Linked DNA regions of Rattus norvegicus: region 1 is linked to region 2. The links are chromatin contacts, called in public Hi-C maps. All regions are on one chromosome and are shown on one strand. The core of a region is the stretch at or near the end of the contact, and the rest is flanking DNA. Distances in the headings are between cores, read along the strand shown.

Evidence for each region. Hi-C and Micro-C count contacts between places; a contact is called where the count stands out from the background.
Region 1: a contact with region 2 is called in a Hi-C map of liver, with 1.5 times the contacts expected there. The contact joins the promoter of Frmd4b here to the enhancer-like site in region 2. A contact is called at or near these places in 2 of 12 Hi-C or Micro-C datasets (liver and mammary epithelial cells) and 1 of 1 datasets of contacts at active chromatin or transcription factors (oligodendrocytes).

What each region holds. Positions count from the first base shown.
Region 1 is chr4:131,637,421-131,643,007 of GRCr8, forward strand. Frmd4b (FERM domain containing 4B) reads right to left here and starts at 2,761. Exons shown (of 23, transcript NM_001427301.1): 1 at 2,507-2,761. The coding sequence starts at 2,668.
Region 2 is chr4:131,594,420-131,599,811 of GRCr8, forward strand. All of the region lies in intron 1 of Frmd4b (FERM domain containing 4B), which reads right to left. Among named protein-coding and RNA genes, the nearest start is that of Frmd4b, 43 kb to the right of the region's middle. Within about 2 kb of position 3,097, at least 23 of the 93 cell types and tissues checked have an H3K27ac peak or open chromatin away from gene starts, as enhancers often do. A contact at or near this core is called in liver, where this site is marked.

The sequences.
Region 1 (5,587 bases), core at 1,511-4,010, 43 kb after region 2:
AGCTCCAGGCAGTGTGCTAAATGTTCTACATGTCAATTAACTCTTATTAACCTCTTTAATTAGCACCGTTCTATTCTTCACCTGACGGAGGATGAAAGTGAAGCAGTGGAGGGCTGATTTCCCTATGGCCACACACAGGAAGAGCTTGGATTCATCCCTTCTCTGTCTCTGGGGTGGAGGGTGGAAATCGTTTTCTCTACTGCTTCTCAGTCCATATAATCCCCACTGCCATTTTACTGCTAAGCACTTGAAAAACCATCTTAATGATCTTTCTAAGCTAGCAATGGAGCTCTGAGGCAGTCTTCACCTAGAATCACCTAGGCCCTGGGTTCCGGGCATGTGATTGCCCAAACAAACAAACAAACAAACAAACAATGTTCACAATCAATCAAGCAATTTAGGCCTGTGGCTCACCTTGGGATACCATAGCTCCCCTGGGGTGAAAATCATCTCTTTTTTGTTTTGCTTTTTAAATCTTAGTTCTACAAAGGATGTTAATGTAAACATCGTATTTTTCTCTGCTTATGACAATACTTATAAAGCCAACTTTATTTTGCATGTTCTTAGTGGCCAGGAGGATGAAAGGAGAGAGACTCGGTTGACACCTGTTTTACAGAGGAGAACAAAATATTTGAGTAGCAGAGAACAAAATATTTGAGCAGCTTACCCTTTCAAAGTGCTGTTGGGTTTAAGATGAATGATTGATGATTCGTGCTATGTATTTGCAACCCCAATGCTTGGGAGGCGAGGATGGGTGGATCCATGATGCTTGCCGTCTGGCCTGTCTCACCTAACTAGCAAGCCACAGGCCGATGACAGGATGGTGGCTAAGGTGGACAGCATTGCTGAGGAGGTACCCTTCGTGCCTGCCTATGTGTGTGCGTGCGCGCACCCACACAACCATGAACATGTACACACAAAACAATTTCAGAATTAGAAAGCATAGCTACTGGTTGGTCTTCCAGAGGAGCCAAAGGCTCTCGGGCTTTTGGAACTATCATCTCTGAATTCAGTAACAACATTAGCAATAAGCCATAAATCCACTGAATCCACGGGGGAGTGGGTCACAGAGTCTGGCTGTCTGGCTACAGTATTCGTGCTCTCCTTTTGAAAGTTCCTCAAAAATTAGAAAGAAGAGGCAGCCCTACCCGATGGGGGTGGGGTGGGTGTATTTACTCCAAACCAAAGTGAGACTTCCCAAGAGAGAAAAGACCTGAAAGAGAGACACATGCCTAGCTCCAATAAGCCTGTGCAGTTGCCTGTGGCCAGATGGGCTCTAGCCACAGCTCCCTAATGCTCTCAAGCCCCGCTGGGCCTCCAGGGCTCTCAGTGTGCCTCACTGATTCTACTTCAAACTGCATGGTATTACAGATATGTTAGCTGAACCAAGAGCACTGAAACCACGGGATAAAATGTGTGTGTGTTTTTTAATTATTGTTTTAACATTCATTCCTTAGAACTCTTGTAGTCTGTCCTCAGTTGGCCTTTATTCTATCTGATTGATGGGAGACTATGACTCTTCAAAATCAAAGCTTGAGTCACATACGGGACCCACTCTGACAGATACATTTCAGCCCTATTAGGAATAGGGTCAGGTGATGTGTAAGAGATTCCGAGAACTGTAAAAATATATCCAGGAAAGAAGCCCAGGTAAAATCTTTATAATTTAGTCACGTAGTTTTAATTTTTTTTTATCTTAAAGGTATTAGTAACCCCAAACAGAGGATTTTTATATCCATTTACTACTGTTCACAAAAATCCAGGCAAGTTGCAGTCCCAGAGAGGATGAATGGTCTTTGCCCTCATTGGGTAAAGTTGCTGCAGATTTTGCCTGCAAGATGGGGCCAACCAAGCAATAAAGAGGCTGTGTTGTGCGACAGATTAAATCCAAGCGTAAGCATTCCAGCGCTCAGCCAAGCCACGCTTCCGTTCCCTAGCCTGTCAGCCTCCCTCAAAGCGCTCACAATCCACTGTTCTTCCTCCCCAAAGCCAGTCAACACAGAATCAGGTTTTCCTAGCTATGCCTTGCAAACTGGGGCTGTCTGGTGGAAAAGTGCAATAAAATCAGAAGGAAGAAGGCAAATTCACTAAGACATGCTCTGACAGCAAGCAATGATGGGAAATCCTAGCTTCCGAAATGGCCACCCCAATGAAATGAAATGCAATTAAACAGAAATCATCCTCTCAGCCTCAAAGTCGCTATCCACAAACCCTGTGTTGCAAAGCTACAGACCCTTTCCTAGTGCCAGATAGAACCTCCAACCTAATGGGTGTGGGGGATAACTCCCAAGTGCCCCAGGCCCAACTGAAAAAAAAAAAAAAAGCCATCATCAAGCCACAGTTAGCTAAAGCTCCTGAGGATTTGCCCCAAGTGCCAAGCTACCCGCGAGGAGTTGAAAACAAAGATATGGGAAGCCTGAGGTTATGAAATCATACAGGTGGACCGGCTCTCAGCTGAGCTCCGGGCATCCCGCAACGGCCCCAGGGCGCCAGCTCCTGGGCTCACCTGGTACACATCCCGCAGCCCGCACCACGTCCTCAGCACCTGGTGGCAAGCCCGCAGCCTCTCGGTGTACCATCTCCGCAGCGTGGACACGGTCAAGTTCCACACGAAGCGGCTGCCGCTGAACAGCAGGTCCTCCACTCCGCACATGAACACCGAAGCCATGCCGCTGCTTTCCCTCGGAGCCTGGGATCCGCGATACTGGGCACGCCACGCTGCTGTAGCTGACAGCCCCCAGGGGGGGGGGGGGTCAGATCTGCCACTGAACTCGCCTTTCACTGTGTGTCCCGGCCAGGTTGGGGCGGCATGCCCCGGGATTGGGTGCCCGCCAGCCAACGGCTGCGGCTGGCACGGAGGCTGTGTCACCCCGCCCGCCCCCCAGCGCCAGCTTCCTAAGCTCCGTCAGGCCAGCCCTGGGTGCTCCCTGGGCGCGGGAAGCCCTGGCCGGTGAGGACTCCCCGCTGCGCTGCTCCAGGGCACAGGGCTGCAGGCAAAGCCCAGCAACTCTTTGCAAACCTAGTGGGCAGCTTCATTTCAGCGCACTTGCACACACACACACACACACACACACACACACACACACACACACACACACACCTAGACCCAGTACCGGGACCCTTATATTTTACTCTTTAAGGTCTCTCTGCCTTGCATCTTGCTCTGTCCACGCCTCAGTGATAAACACCTCTGGGGAAGCTATAGAAGCAGAAGGGGAAGAAAAAAAAATGCAGCAGCACGTCCCTTTAGATCTCACTCCTGAGGGAATTGTGCATGTTTTCTTGGCTCTGCTGAAGCCAGATGAAGAGCTTCAAAGCAACAGTGTGTAAGCGCCTCCAGACTGTCTTTGCTCCTAACTTGAGGGTCTCCAAGAAAATTGCTAGCCTGCTGTGGCCACCAGCAAAGCAAGTTCCCCCGATACCCTTATGAGGCTAGTCCCAGGGCAGCTGTGGGCTCAGGAGCAAAACAAGGCGTCTTTGATCCTCTGTGAACAGCATTCAGTTAAGACTCCCTGGGAACCAGAAGCTTCGAAAGAGGATCCCTGGTCAGTTGGTGCAAAATTCAACCTCAGGATATGCCTAGCCATAGTTGGCATCACAAACTTGAATGGGGAACTTGTTGCTCAAAAGTAAATAAGAAATAAATGCATAAATAGGAAAACTAAAAGCTCTTCCTCAGCTCAAGAGGCCATGGGACAATTCATGCTTTTTAAGAGCTCCACAGGGAATGGTATTATCTGAGGAGTTTGCAAAGGGAATCCAAGGAGTCCCACATATCCCGAGTTTGTAATCTTCCTTGAGAATGTTTGTACATTGCAGCCCCCAGAATCCTATCCCATTTCCAGAGCAAGATCGCTGCAGCCTGGAAGCAATCCTAATTACTCTCGCTGGATCACATGGGCACACACAAAGACAAAAACGAAGTGAGGAGCGCGGGGGGAGAGGGCGGGGTCCAGCATCAAGGGGGCGGAGTCAAGAGAAGGCAATGGGATGATAATGATCAAATCACATTATACACGTGTGTTAAAGTATCCTGAAGCCCATTATGATATAATTAATACAAAATAAATAATAATAATGATAAAAGCAATCTACTGCACCAGATTTCAGGAGGGAGGTATTTTTCTCTGAATCTACCTGTTGGACAATGGTGACGTTTTACTGGTCGATTCACACCCGTGCTAATTATCTTTGCTATTAAGTGGCTGAGAGGTAAGAGGCCAAAGCTTTTCTTCCAAACTAGCTCCAGAGGCCTGAGGACAGATTATCTGCCAGTCAGTCAGCTTCATTTTAGGTTTCAAATGTGCCGTTAGCCATCTTAATTCAGGCCAAACGCAAGCATCCAAAACAACACAAAAATCTGTCCTTGGAGCACCTGTTGGTTTCAAGGTGGCTGTAATCGGAAAACTTTTAAAATGAGGTTTCTTTCACCACCAGAAAAAAAAATGTTTAAGGGAGTGTGTGGGATTCATAGAGGACACAACCGCTCTGAGATCTGGTGCTCTTTCTTGGCAGCAAATCTGTGTGCCTATTCATATTAACATTCTGGCTGCACTTTACCAGGATAACAGTCGTGGTGTTTACACACACAATCTGACACAGGAGGTTTTACTGAATTGGAATAAAATGAACCAAGCATAATTTGGGGAAAAAAGTCACCTGATGGGAAATTACAAAAAAGGGGGGGCTTTTAGAGTAAATCATGATCCACACACACACACACACACACGCGCGCGCGCACACACACACACACACACATATTTATGATGCAGTGTACTGAGTTCTCGGAAATGTTGGCAGCCTAGGGAATACCAGAATAATACTCCCAACAAGTCAATTCCCAGTGTCTGTGACACCATCCTCTGAGAAAAGGTGCTCTCAAGATACTTGGGCAGGTACGGATCAGCTCTCATGTCAGCAATTGACTGCAGCCTGGGACATTTTCACTCAAGGTTTCAAAGCTAGTGATTAAGATACGCTTTTTCTTTTTCTTTTTCACATGTACGTGCTTATGGGAGCCCGCGCTTGCTCATATGGAAGCTAGAAGTCAGTGTCATGTATCTTCCTCAATCACTTGTACACGTTATTAGTATTTGTTCAGACAGGGGCTTATGTCGTCAGGGTGGCCTCGGAACTGCTATGTAGTCAGGACGATACTGAACTCCTGATCCTTTCACCTCTCCCTCCTAAATGCTGAGATCACAGGAATGTGCCAGCACTTCACGCAGGTTATGTGGTTCTAGAGACTAAACCCAGGGCCTGTGCATACCAGGCGGGCAGACATTCTGCTGGCTGAGTTACATTCCCAGTCCCTCTACCTTATTCCTCCAGACAGGGTCTCTCGGTAACCCAGAAGCTCACCTTTTGGCTGGATTGGCTGGCTAATGAGCCCCCAGGATCTGCCTATCTCTACCTCCCAGTTCTGGGGTCACAGGCACACACAGTCACCTGGCAGTGGCATGAATGCTGAGGGTCTGCACTTAGGTCCTCAGGTTTGCATAGCAAGCACTTGACCGGCTGAGCCACCACCCCCATCCCTACCCTTGTCCCAGGCCTGGACAACTTTCCTGCAAGCGAGACATGGAAT
Region 2 (5,392 bases), core at 1,847-4,346:
ACCAGATGATAAGAAAGGGCAAGGCTGGGGCTGTAACGTCACAGATGGACGTGTGGTGGGAAGCACTCTCTCCCTGGAAAGGGTTGGAAGGTGCTTCTGTAACCAGGACCTCCTGAGGGCCCAGAAGTCACTATCAAGAGTTCATGGCCACAGCGTCACTTAGGTTATTTCTGCAGATCCTCTTTCTTGAAAACCAGTGGTTAGGGTGTATTTTTAGACATTGTGGTACAGTACCAATGAGTCCAAGAAGGGAAAAAAGAATGAGAGAGAAGAAAAGGACAAGGAAGGCACAAATATTGGAAACAGGAAAAGTCACAAATGGGTAACCAAGGCGTAACTAAGGCGTAACCAAGGCGTAACCAAGGAACACTGCGGCAGGTCTGCAGCGCAGGTTAGCTCCTTCACAGCGGAGTTGGAGAAAGTGGAAATTCTGGCGTTGGGGTTATTTGAGAAGCAGACAGCCTGTGGTCTGGAAACTTTTAGTTCTGCCAACTGTTTTCTCCTTTCCTGAGAAAAACAGCCAATAGGGAGAGGCAGGGGCAGAGCGTCTTTCAAAAATTTAAAAAGTAATGACATGGGCTGTCCAGGGAAGGGCTCTTCCAGATGAATGGCTGTACTTGTGATGTACAGACGCTCTGGTTACTGCTTCGTGCCCGTATAGCAAGCACAGCAAACCTGACCCTGAGCCGCTGCAGGACAAACAGATCACGTACGTCACACGAAACACAAATAAACCTCAGTGGACCCGAAACCCCCTTACCCCCTTTCTGAGCACATGCCTCACCGCTACTCTGCCTCCCTTCCTCAACTGCATTCTAACCTCCGATTGGCGTCTAGCAATCTGTCTGTTCTTTGCAATCCACACATAAGCACAGGCTAAAGAAGTCCTCAGGGGACTCACAATTAGTCAAAACGGACTGCACTAGAGCCAGAGTCCCAGCCTCTCTTATTAGTTGGTAGAAAATACACTGGGGCAAAGGATTTAGAAAAGTTTACCAAACTGGGGGAAAAGTTAAGTTCATTTGGGCTTTTAGAAAAATAATCTCCTCCCCTCATTTCTTCCTTTCCTGCTTGCATGTTTGTACTGGAGATGGAACCCAGAGCCTTTCAGTCACCGGGCAAGTTCCCTGCCAGTACACTACTGACTCAGTCCAGAGAAACTTGAACCTCAAGACCCAGGCCTCATCCACAGCGTCACAGAAGAGACATTCCTCTCAGTCTAGAAGCTACCAACACACAGTCATGAACATGTCTTGCTGCTATGCAGGCTGTGTTTTTAAGTGGGTTTGCGGCGTCCCTTTGAAGTTTTATCGTGGAATTAAATGTCAGTGAAATGAAACAAAATGAAAACTAGAAGAGCACAGGTTAGGAGACGACGAGGATGTGAAGAGGAGAATGGCCCTTCCCCTCTATAAACAAACAAATAAAATAAAACAAAATTATCCAGCAGCAGGTAAGGGACGAGGAGAAGAAATCCTTTTCGAGAGGCTGTGTGATGGGATCAGTCACAGCAGCGCCTGAGAACCCAGCAACCATCCTCCTGCTGGCCATTAGGCACAAATAATAGCAACATTTAAAGTACACATCTAGTGTCCTTTAAGTACATGCATAGGAGCAGTGCAATGCACAGCTTGAGGCAAAGGCATCTGCAATACTCCATTGCCCTGTCACCTACCTTCCACAGCTCTACTACTGAGGGCATTCGTGTTCAGTGAACTTGGAGGGGAGCGACAGACTGTGGGTCACCGCTTCTCAACCTGGTAAGAATATCCCCATCACAAAGACTGGCAAACGCCACAAGCCGGTGCTCCTGTCCCAGAGGGCAGGCTGTGAAACCTCGGCCAGCACAGCACAGAGTAGTAACCCGGGGTCTACTTGAGGACACTGTAATAATCACCTACATGTCCAGGATGTGCAGGCCACTGACGAGACCACGTGATGAAGATTAAATACCAGAAACTCAGAGATGTACACAGCCATATCTAAGCCACACTTTACTAAAATTCAACTTTCGAATGGTTACAAATAGAATCTTTCAAACAGTGACAATCCCACCTGCCATCAGGGTAGCTGTGTGCTGGGCACAGAGCTTGGTAGACGCAGGTCATTGCAACAGCACAGGTGTGTCTTACTGCATCTGTGGGTAGGTTCACTGCTAAGCTTCTGACCAGAGAGAGTCCACTCCCATGTCAAATGCTCTGTCATTCATACACGCTCTAGGAGGAAAAACTGTCTCTTGTCCATTGGCTTTTTGTTTTGAGTCTTTTAGATGGTAGCCAGTTCACTGTAGGTGCCAGAAAACATGTACAAGATACATGAATGAATGAATGAATGAATGAACCCCATTTTCATCTCTGGCTCCTGGCCTGATATTTTACCCCCTTCTACAGTACAATTCACTCAATGCTTCCTTTGCCTGTTGCTTTGAAATTTATTTATTTATTTATTTATTTATTTATTTATTTATTTATTTATTTATTTATTTTTGTGGATGTGGGACTGTAATTTGGTTGGTAGAATACTTTCCTAACAGGCACAAAAGCCTGGGTTTGGAGTCCCCAACAACACGTAAACCAGACGTGGCCCCACATGCTGACCATCCCAGGCTGGAATTTTAAGGCCATCCTTGGCTACACAGGGAGTTTGAAGCCAGCACCTTGGCTACAAGAGATCTTGTCTCAAAACTAGCCAAACAACCCCCAAACGGAAAAAGAAACAAAAAAACTCCCAAAACAAATATCTTGAATGTATTCATGAGATAAGGAATCTAAGCAAAGGAAGCTAAGGAACTGCCAGGTTCCAAACAGATGTGCTGCCACCGTCCTGTCCCTTGGGATCTTCCCTCTAGTAACCAAGGAGACTGCAACCTGATGGCCTGCTGCAAGATAGTGAGGATTTCTCCTTGAGCAGCAAAACAGAGCACGTGCCATTCTCACGAGCCCTGCCTTTCTGTTCTGTTTAGTTGGCAAGTTTCTCCCCACTTCTCCTGCTCTCTCCCATTCTCACTTCCTCCCCTTGGAAGGGCTGCGTCTTGGGAGAGGAAATCTCACCCAACACATAGGGCCGTATCCAGGGAACAAAATATTTTCCCCTGTGGCCAGCATGGGCCCCATTCTGACACTTGTTCCCCTGGTGTGGCTTTCTAAAGTGCGAGGCACAGGGGGTGGCCATGGGGCTGGATGGGCGTGGTTGCGTCCATACTTCTGGGAATCAGGCAACACTTTGTGTAAACTCTCTGCAGTCACTCGACCCTGTGACTAATCTAGAGTTCTGACCACACTCTGGCCAGGTGAGAACATAAGCTGGGGTTGGCTTTAGCCATTTAGGACAGGGCAAGCCAGGAGAAGAGGAGTTCTCCGTTTAGGAGCCGTACAGGTCTGGGATGTCTGATCCTGGCCTCTGGCAACATGGTTGGCAATGGTAGGCAAGTCATACCCCACTCTAAGGCACTGCTGTGAAATGGATAGACTTTTGCTGAATGCATTGGTTCTCAATCTGTGGGTTGTGGCCCCTTTGGGTGTCAGAGTGACCCTTTCACAGGAGTCACATATCAGATACTTTCATTATGATCCGTAACGGAAGCAAAATTGCAGTTATGAAGTAGCCATGAAGACACTTTCACGGTGGTGGCTCACCACAACATGGGGAACTACAATAAAGGTTGTAGCATTGGGAAGGCTGAGGACCGCAGGCTTAATGCATGGCACGCATTGCCTAGGCAGCAGCTGAAGTAGCTGGTGTCGTACATTCCTGTGACAAGGAAACAGCTGTAGATTTGAAGCCAGCCTATTCTACACTGCGACTTCCAAAGGGCAGCTAGAACTACACAGTGAGGCCTTGTTCTGAAATCTCTACAAAGACCGAGCATAAAGAGTGCAGGCTTGGGGTTAAGCCAGCTCTATATTCTATATTACCTGTGTGATCCTAACACTCTCCGCCCTTCTTCTCCAGCTATGGATTCCTTTAGAATAGATGCTTCCAAAGACCGTAGGCTGGGTGAGAGCTGGGCCATTCTCTTAGCCCCGGAGCCCCAAGATGAAAGGAGCAAGGAGCTCCCTGATGTAACCTTCTAAAGCTACTCCCCCTTTGTCCCTCCCCGTCTCCTCTTCCTTCTAGAGACAGGATCTCAGTATGTAGTCCTGGTTGCCTGGGACTTGCTGTATAGACTGGGCAGACCTCTAATTCACAGAGGTTTGCCTGCCTCTGTCGCCTGAGTGCTGCTATTAAACTCATGGGACACTCTACCTGGTTCCTGTTTTCTTTCCTTTTTCTTCTATTGGATATTTTTTAATTTACATTTTAATGTCATCCCCTTTCCCGGTTTCCCCTCCAGAAACCCGCTCTCCCATTCCCATTCCCCCTGCTTCTGTGAGGGAGCTCTCTCACCCACCCACTCTCTCCTGCCTCCCCACCCTGAGATTCCCCTACACTGGGGCATTGAGCTTTGACAGGACCAAGGGCCTCTCCTTCCATTGATGCCTGACAAGGTTATCCTCTGCTACATATGCAGATGGAGTCATAGGTTCCTCCATATGTGTTCTTTGGTTGGTGGTTTAGTCCCTGTGAGCTCTGGGGGGGTCTGGTTGGTTGATATTGTTGCTCTTCCTATGGGGTTGTGAACCCCTTCAGCTACTTCAGTCCTTTCTCTAACTCCTCCATCGGGGACCCCATTCTCAGTTCAACGGTTGGCTGCGAGTCCTGTTTTCTTTTTAAGACGGAGTCTCATGTAGCCCAGGCTGGCCTTGAAGTCCCTATAGTTTTAATTTCTCCTGTCGTTCTCCCAAATGTTGGGTTATAGGCATGTGCCACCAGACCTGGATATTATTTGTCACTTTGAGACAGGATCCCAAGGTGTAATCTGAGTCAAAATACTATCACTATGAACTTTGTGGGTCCCAATTCCACATTGCAAGTGAGTTCACTTTTGATATGACTTCTCTTTATGGTTCCACAGCAAGACTGTGTCAGGACTTCTGGTTCTGGGATGGATGGCGTGGGGGTTGGGGTTGGGGTTGGGGGTTGGGGTTGGGGTTGGGGGTTGGGGTTGGGGGTGGAGGTAGGGTAGAGAACTCTTTCTATAGTTGGCAGACTTACTATAAAATTCTCTAAAATAGTAGTTAAAGCTAACAAACACATAAGCCAGCTCTGGCATGCATTGTTCTTTCCACTTATTAAAACTAATTTTCCTCTATCATAAAAACTTGGAAATAAATAAAAATACCACACACTAAAATGAACCATACCCAAAGATTATACAGCTTAAATGAATTCATCTCCAGTTAGAATTAGCATTCCAAACAGAAGCTGTGAAGCCTTGTGTTGAATTTGACACTTTCAGTATTGAATAGATTCCACGTACTTGCCCACCACTAAAATTGAAACAATCCGTGAC